Linked DNA regions of Hordeum vulgare: region 1 is linked to region 2. The links are chromatin contacts, called in public Hi-C maps. All regions are on one chromosome and are shown on one strand. The core of a region is the stretch at or near the end of the contact, and the rest is flanking DNA. Distances in the headings are between cores, read along the strand shown. Region 1 holds the start of LOC123398590 (RHOMBOID-like protein 10, chloroplastic). Region 2 holds the start of LOC123395341 (junctophilin-4-like).

Region 1 (4,182 bases), core at 543-3,042, 140 kb before region 2:
AAGTACGGGCGTACGGCAGACAAAACGATGTACATTAAAGGCCAGCTCAATCAAGACGTGCAAACAAAAGATACACCAACATAGTACATAGAACTGGGTCAAACTAAAGTTTCCAACTTAGAGGTCGTAGAATAGAAAGAAATAATGATGAAACAATCTGAACAAATTACAACAGATGATCTATGTTCTGATCTATCAGTGACATTTCGTAATTCCGTATTGCTAGCAAATTATGCCGTGATGTAGGGTTAAGCAACCATGATTTTGGATCACACACAATAAAATATTTAGGTAACTGTATTTTGGAAATGAACTAGACATACCAGTCCAAAAATGGCCCCTGATGCGCCAACAGAAGGTGATTGACAATAGCGATAACTCATTAGCGAACCTGTTACAGTTCCAAGAATGAAGAATAAATTATGAACCAGGAACTAGACAGCAATCACGCCACTCCATGAATTAACAAAGACAGGTAACAAGGACAAACAAACACCTGCCAACGCGGAAGTGAAATAAACAGCAAGAAATCTTTTAGGGCCAGTAACGAGCTCCACGGTAGGGCCAATCGAATTCAAAGAAAAACAATTGAACTGCATTGTTACAACGATAGGAAGGAAAGTTAGCAATGGCGATTTAATATAGTATAATTCTAATTCTCGATAGAAAAAGGGTCACATACAGCAAGATGAGTAAGATTTCCATGAAGAATTGTTGATGTAGCCAAACGCCAAAATTCCCCTCTATCAATCAGGCTGTTGACCTTCCATCGTAAATCATGATTGCAGTCCCATAAGACAAAAAATAAATACAGTTTAGGTGAAATGGAAATTTCAACACGTACCAACCTTTGCTCCCCACATAATAAGCTTTCCTTGTGATGCTATCTGAGCGATATAGGCCCTTTAAATAAAGTAGTAAAACTGTGTTAATCCACAAATGTCGAAAGGAAGCTAATACTATAAAAACAGAGGGAATCACGCAACTTAAATTGAGCATGGACTTACAGGATGTTAACAGCAAGAAGGACATTAGTCCACAGCCTCTTCTTCGAGTTGATCCCACGAGGCCTTCTGGGCTGTAAATTTCCGCTACCGACGTATCTCCCACCTGACCTATTCCCACCGAACAAAGCAGAGCTGCAAACAAACGATGTGGAGAATACATTTCCCAGCGCCCCAAGAACTTGGTGTGTGTCAATTGGCTGTGATCCTCCAAACCAAATGTCTCCTATTCTGGGCAAGACATCAAGAGACCGCACCTCCTGGGTATTGCACAAGCTTCAGTTCAGATTAGGTTGCGCTGCGAGCTCTCAAATTCATAAAACCAATTTCTAACATGAAAAGTGAAAGGGTTCAACGCAGCACGGGCGATCATGATAACGACCGACCAACATCTGTATAACTAGAGACTGAAGGATATCACAGCTTATTGCTACAAATGACAAGTCCCAAGAAGTAACGCTACAGTTCGCGTCGGTGAAAATCCGACAGACCGCGTCACAATAGAAGAGCGAATTGGAGGCTGAGCGAGAGCGCCAGTACCGGCGAGCAGAGGAGGCTGGAGAAGCGACGGCGGAGGGAGCGGCCGAGGTGGACGCCGGCGACCGCCGCGACGACGTTCGGCTTCCAATCTCCGCCGTCGCCTCCCCCGCCTCCGCCGCCGCGTCCAGAGGAGGATCCGGGAGGGGGCGGGGGAGGCCACGGGAAGGAGGGGAGCAGCAGCCACGGCGCCATGGGAGCACCACAAGCCTGCGTCGTGGACCCCGTTGATGCCTTTCGATTGGACAGCTTCGCTTTGCTTGCTTGGAGACGCGGCATCGGACCGTACTACGGTGGGCGGGTGGGCCACATGGGCTTCCTTTGCCTAGCGGCAACATCATGGGCCTTTCCGATGTCATAAGTACCTCTGCGGCCCGCATGCTCTTCAATAGTTGTAGATCAGAAAACTCCCTTGAAATCTCTCCCTAATCTATATATACCTATATACCTATATTATTATATAATATATATATATATATATATTTTATAATAATAAAACGGTTATTGCTTCCGTCGGAAAACCCACCGCGATATTTTTATAAAAAAGCCCCTGTAATTTTTGTTATTCAACCCGCGCTCCATCATTTATCTGCAACGTAAAAGGAAAAAACGATTCGCTGTAAAAATTATACACGTACGCATCGCCTCGTCCCGTCAACCCTGGCCTGTGCCCAGGCCGCCGCCACACCACTCGCCGCCGCGGTCGGCCTCAACCTCCACCGCTGCCGATCTCAACCCACCCGCCTCCGCGGCTGTACCTCTCCCTGCTCACTGCCCCCATTGCGGCGCTCGAGCGCATCGCGTCGACCCTGGTCCACCCTGGCCTGTGCCCAGGCCGCTGCCACACCACTCGCCGCTGCGGCCGACCTCAACCACCACTGTTGTCGATCTCAACCCACCCACTTCCGCGATCGTACCTCTGCCCGCTTGCTGCCCCCGTTTCGGCGCTCGAGCACAACTTCTGGATCAAATCAACGCGACAGCTACAACGACTTGGGATGATGCGTCTGCTCGATGTAGAACGGCGGCGGCGCGCGGATAAGGCGCGGCGGAGCGAAGTAGTTGCAGGTGGAGGCGGGCCTCCATGGCTCACACACGGAACTCCGAGGTTATGGCGCGGCAACGGCGACTACTTATGGCCAGATAGAGACACCTAACCCTTGCTCCCCTCATCGTATCCCCTCCTCCGGCAGGACTCGTCATCTCGTGAGATCCCCTCCCCATGCCTCCAACCGTGTAACAAGCACCAGCAAGAAATTTTGTTTTGTGATAATTTGTTTGCTGATGAATGAATGTATTGAATGTAAGGTTGCATTGTTGTAGAGAGAGAATGGAACACCACCTTCAGTTTGTCATGTGATCTCACATTATCTATCCCATGAGTGAAATAAGATAACAGTCCATTGATCAATTCACATAGCCTCTTTGTTTTGCTTTACTTGTCCCGCTCAATTTCTCATCATGGTGGAATTAACAATGGACGGGTTGATTTCTCAACAAAATAGGATATGACTCACTACATTAGTTAGTTAGCTTATTATTTTAATAAATCAAAATGATTATAAAAAAATTAAAAGCGTGTGGTATTTTTTTTCTTCCGTTGCAACGCACGGGCTCTTTTGCTAGTAATAATAAAGCACATATTGCTTCTGTCGCCCGTCATTAAAATTACTCCTAAAGTTGATAAAAATTACCCACCAATGCCACCCGTAAGTATAAAAACAATTCACTTTTCGGATTTCAGAAAACGCCGCCCTGCATTGTGTTTATAAAGAACTGATATATAGATATACCAGTAACAGAGGACTAGTGCGATGGTGAGAGGTGCGATACTCCAGGCCAGAGACCAGGGTTTGATCCCTGGTGCACCACTTTTCTCTACCTTTTTCCCATTTTCCCATGGGCCGGCCATGTGCAGCTCAGGGCATCGTGTTTAGTATTTTTCTTTCTTTACTTTTTATTCCAGTTTCAGTTTTTTCTTCTCTAAATTAATTCCAGATTTCAAAAGAAAAAAAAGTTGCCAGTTCGAAAAAATTAGAAAAACTGTATTTACATAATATTCAACAAGTCATAAAACGTTCATGAGTTCAAAAATTGCTCACATATTATAGAACAAATCACAATTTCATATAAATTGTCATGAAATAAAAAATGTTCATGATTTTTTAAAATGATCCGATATTCAAAGCATATTCAGGAATTTGGAAAACATGTCTATCAACTTTTAGAAAATGTTTGTAAAAATTAAAACACATATGTTAATAATGAACAAAACTAATTGTCGCTTACATAAAGGTTTTGTTAGGAAACCTCTAGAGGTCGTTTTATGATTTTATTTAGTCCCTCGCGTCGGATAAAAAAAGGTTTCCGTGTTTTGTAGTCTGCTCAGCTAAAAAATATTTTTTTATGACGCCTTAACAAATCAAGCCGCGATGAGCATCATATTTTTAGTCTTTGAAATCACATTTTCAAAGTGCCTTATCTCATCATGACATCACTCAGATATACTTTGTGAAATAACATTTCAAAAATCCTTATGCCATTATTGCATTGGATTCATACCTTTTTATATCTATCACACCTGCATAACCTGATAGTTTTTCTTCCGTTGCAACGCACGGACATTTTTGCTAGTACCTCT
Region 2 (4,087 bases), core at 1,538-4,037:
TGAGTGCCTCTGCATTCTAGCATTGGCTTGCACAAGATCAAAGAGTCATTAGCAAATAGAAGATTTGAAATTGATGGAGCATCTCTATTAACCTTTATTCCAGAAATATTTTCATTCTCCTCCGCATTAGCTAAGAGAGCAGTCGGTCCCTCCGTACTTAACAAGAATAAGTATGGAGAGAGAGGATCTCCTTGCCCTCAATCTTCTCATATGTTTAAAACATTCAGTTTCTTCAATATTAAAACGACCCGATATTCCATAGAGAGTCACATTAGATAATTAAATCCACCCAGTTCTCTTGAAAACTCGGTTCCAACATATTTTCCTTCAAAAAAGACCACTCCACTCGGTCATATGCTTTGTGCACGCCCAGTATGATAGCCCACATGCTCTCTTTACCAGTCTTTTTTTTCTTTATTTTATGGTAGCACTCATTTGCCGCTAAAATATTGTCTGTAATCATTCTTCCAAACACAAACGCCTCTCTCAGTCGGGTTGATAATATCTGATAGGATTATCTTCAAACGAGCATCAATCATTTTTGAGATAACCTTATACACCACATGGCATAAACTGATTGGTCTAAACCGAGTTACCTTTTCGGGGAAATTAACCTTTGTGATCATTACAATTGCAATATTATTCCACCCATCATGTATAGAACAAGTAACCGCATGTAGTACCTCTTCGATCAAGTCATTTCCCAACATAGACCAAAACCTTTTGTAAAAATAGTGTGGATACCATCTGAACACGGTGTTTTTAAATCACAAATATCAAATAGAACCCTTCTAACCTCCTATGTCGTATAGGGAGCGAGAAGAGTATTATTCATTTCATCGATTACTTTCCTTTGGACAAGAGATAGAATCTTTGGGTTCTTTGTCTCTTTATCCTGCACCCAAACACCATTGTCATCAAGCAATTTTGTAATCTCACTTCTTTTTGTTCTAGTCGTTGCCACATTATGAAAAAGAGGTATTGCGGTCACCATGCAACAACTAGCGTGCACAACCACGTTGTAAGGAGTAGATCTCTTGTTGCTCCAAAAGATTTTCAGTGAGAACAAGAATTTCCTTTTGTCACACTTGAGAATCCGCATTCACCCCTTCACAATATTTTCAAATCTTATTTGAGCTTATTAATTCTTCTTTCTGGTCCCTCCAAAATATCATGATCCCAAGTATTCAAATCCACATGCACCGCCCAAGTACGATTAGCAATAGACGGCCCAATACCCAACATATTTGCTTTGTTCCACGATGTACGTACAATAACCACAACTATTTCTTGTTTGAGCCATTGACCTTCAAATTGTTTCGCTCGGCTCCTTGGGCGATTAAACATATTCCCATCATAATATTCTGTGTGTAGGATAAGAGGACGATGATCAGAGTGTACATGTTCTTCATTTATGACCACAACCCGGAGAAAATTATGATTAGACGAGGGGAATATCTAGTTGCATGTGAGTCACCTCGTGAGGAGGAGAAAACAAGTGCGAGATCCCTATAACCTGATTTGTAGCAAATGGTGTTGCCATGGTTGCATGTTTAGATCAACATAAATGTGTTTTCTGTGCCCCTCATGATTGATGAGAGCGAGAGCACAATTTTGCCAAATATATATACTCAAAACTCGTCGTTTTTAGTTTCTTCAAATCTTCAATTCCTCATTTGTACATTTCTTATCTTACGATTGACGAGATCACATAAAACTAAGAGCCCAAATTTTCTTCTTCTTGTGAAGCTATGTTAATTCATAACCGGGCCAGGTTTAAACTCTTGTCGGGCTCGGCCCGCGTCTTTTCTACAAAAAGAGTGGAAAGCACATCCAAGCCTCAATTTGTCGGAGCTATATGTTCTGCTTTGGTAATTATATTATATTATATTATTGGCACGATAAGTATGGTAGTAGAAGAAAAGTAGTAGTAGAGTGAAAGTTGCGGAGCGCTCTTTACTACTGTACCAGCACTAGCATTTTCTTCCCATCCATCTGTACTCCGCGAGCGCAATATACATTACCCCAAAAACCCACCCGTTTCACTTCCATATACTACTACAACAGAGAAAAGGCGTGCTCTCAAAAGACAGCGAGAAAGCATCAGGACACGACAGTTTATATTAACCCAAAAGTCCAGCGGTCAAAAAAGGCAATGCGCCAATGCACGCGGTGCCAGCCAGGAGGAGCCCCCAGCCGTTTCCAAGCCGTGCCGCACACGGCCACGGCCACGGCCGTCTCCATCCCCCCGCGCGCGCCAGTCCAGTTCGTTTTTCGGCCCCGTCGCCGCCTCCACCACTGTCCCTCCCTCCAACCGAAAGCGCCCCTCGCTCCGCCGCACATGCCAAGCCCCTTGGACGCACTCGCCTCACCGCACCGCACCGCGCCGCGCCCTACCCTACCCCTCTCCTCTCCTCTCCTAGCAGGGATTCAGATCCGAAACCCGCGGGCCCCACGCTCACACACAAAGCGCTCCCGGTCGGGTCGGGTCGGGTCGGGTCCGGGTCCGGTCCCGGCCAGCCCTCCGCGCGCAGGGACCAATCAAACACCCCCGCGAAACACCCGGGTCGCCATCCCGTGGGATCCGTCAACGACCCACTGACCCATCCCGAGCGCCCCACATGGCAGCGTCCCCAGCGCACCGCCTCCATACCGGGCCGGGCCGCCGCGGCATGGGGGCAGGAGCAGGATCCGCTAAGCCGCTTCCGGGTCTTAGGTCGGCGCCCGAGCTGGTCACCTCCCCCCGGTAGTTATAAGAGACCCCTCAGCCCGCCCTCCCCTCCTCTCTTCTCTCCGCTCCACCCACTCCCACCTCTGCTCCCCTCTCTGCTCCCGTCCCGATCTGCGTTCGCGGCCCCGGGGGCTCTCACGCCGGCGGCCGGCAAGATCCGTCAGAAATTGAGGAGCGCGACGGCGGCGGGGAGCGGCGGCGGCGAGCAATGGACGGCCACAACGGGGGCGGCGCGTGCGCCGGCGCCGGCAAGCTCACGCGGACGCCCTCCTCGCTGCTGCGCTCCCCGACTGTGCGCAACTGCTCCTCCTTCCAGGCGGTGCTGGTGGAGGACCCGGAGCCCGACGACAAGAAGTCGCAGGCCGCGGCGCAGCGCAAGGCCCCGCACCCGCACGCCGGCCCGGCCCACCCGGCCCTCGTCCTCGCGCTCCCGCTCGCCCTGCTCCTCCTGCTGCTCCTCCTCCGCGACGACCTCCACCTCCTCCTCCTCGCCGCCGCCGCCACCGCCGCGCTCGCCGCCGCCGCCGCAGCCGCGCGCCTCCTCCGCGGCCGCCTGCGGATGCGCCGCTCCCCGCAGACAGGCTCCGTGCAGTGGTTCATCGGCGACGACGACGACAAGCCGCACCACGCCCGGGACACCAGGGGCAAGGCCGCCGCCGCGCACGGCCGCGTCGTGCGGGAGGGCGTCGAGTTCTACAGCAATGGGGACTGCTACGAGGGTGAGTTCCACAAGGGCCGCTGCAACGGCAGCGGCGTCTACAACTTCTTCGGCAAGGGCAAGTACGAGGGCGACTGGGTTGACGGCAAGTACGACGGCTACGGCATCGAGAGCTGGGCGCGCGGCAGCCGCTACCGCGGCCAGTACCGCCAGGGCCTCCGCCACGGCCACGGGGTGTACCGATTCTACAGCGGCGACTGCTACGCGGGCGAGTGGGCCGGCGGCCAGAGCCACGGCATCGGCGCGCAGACCTGCTCGGACGGGAGCTCCTATGTAGGGGAGTTCAAGTGCGGCGTCAAGCACGGCCTTGGCAGCTACCATTTCCGGTGAGCATATTGCCAAATTCCCTGCTTTGATTTGGTCACGCCACTGTTTCCATATCTCAGCAACTGTTCGATTGCTTCATTAATACTAACCCCAACCACCTTATTATATATCTTCATCTTCATCATCACAGTAATAGTTCAAGCAACATCGGTGAGAAATTCCTAGTAATTTCTGACGTTCTGTTGCAATTTGTTTCAGAAATGGCGATCGCTTCGCCGGGGAGTACTTTGGGGACAAGATCCATGGGTTTGGGGTCTACCGCTTTGCCAATGGCCATTGCTACGAAGGCTCCTGGCATGAAGGCAAGAAGC

The links. Hi-C and Micro-C count contacts between places; a contact is called where the count stands out from the background.
Region 1: a contact with region 2 is called in a Hi-C map of seedling, with 4 times the contacts expected there. The contact joins the promoter of LOC123398590 here to the promoter of LOC123395341 in region 2. A contact is called at or near these places in 4 of 6 Hi-C or Micro-C datasets (leaf and seedling) and 1 of 1 datasets of contacts at active chromatin or transcription factors (embryo).

What each region holds. Positions count from the first base shown.
Region 1 is chr5H:458,113,153-458,117,334 of MorexV3_pseudomolecules_assembly, reverse strand. It overlaps LOC123398590 (RHOMBOID-like protein 10, chloroplastic), which reads right to left and starts at 1,792. Exons shown (of 9, transcript XM_045093047.1): 1 at 1,545-1,792; 2 at 1,008-1,264; 3 at 849-903; 4 at 683-763; 5 at 497-593; 6 at 324-391. The coding sequence starts at 1,736.
Region 2 is chr5H:457,970,608-457,974,694 of MorexV3_pseudomolecules_assembly, reverse strand. LOC123395341 (junctophilin-4-like) reads left to right here and starts at 2,787. Exons shown (of 3, transcript XM_045090335.1): 1 at 2,787-3,775; 2 at 3,975-4,087. The coding sequence starts at 2,940.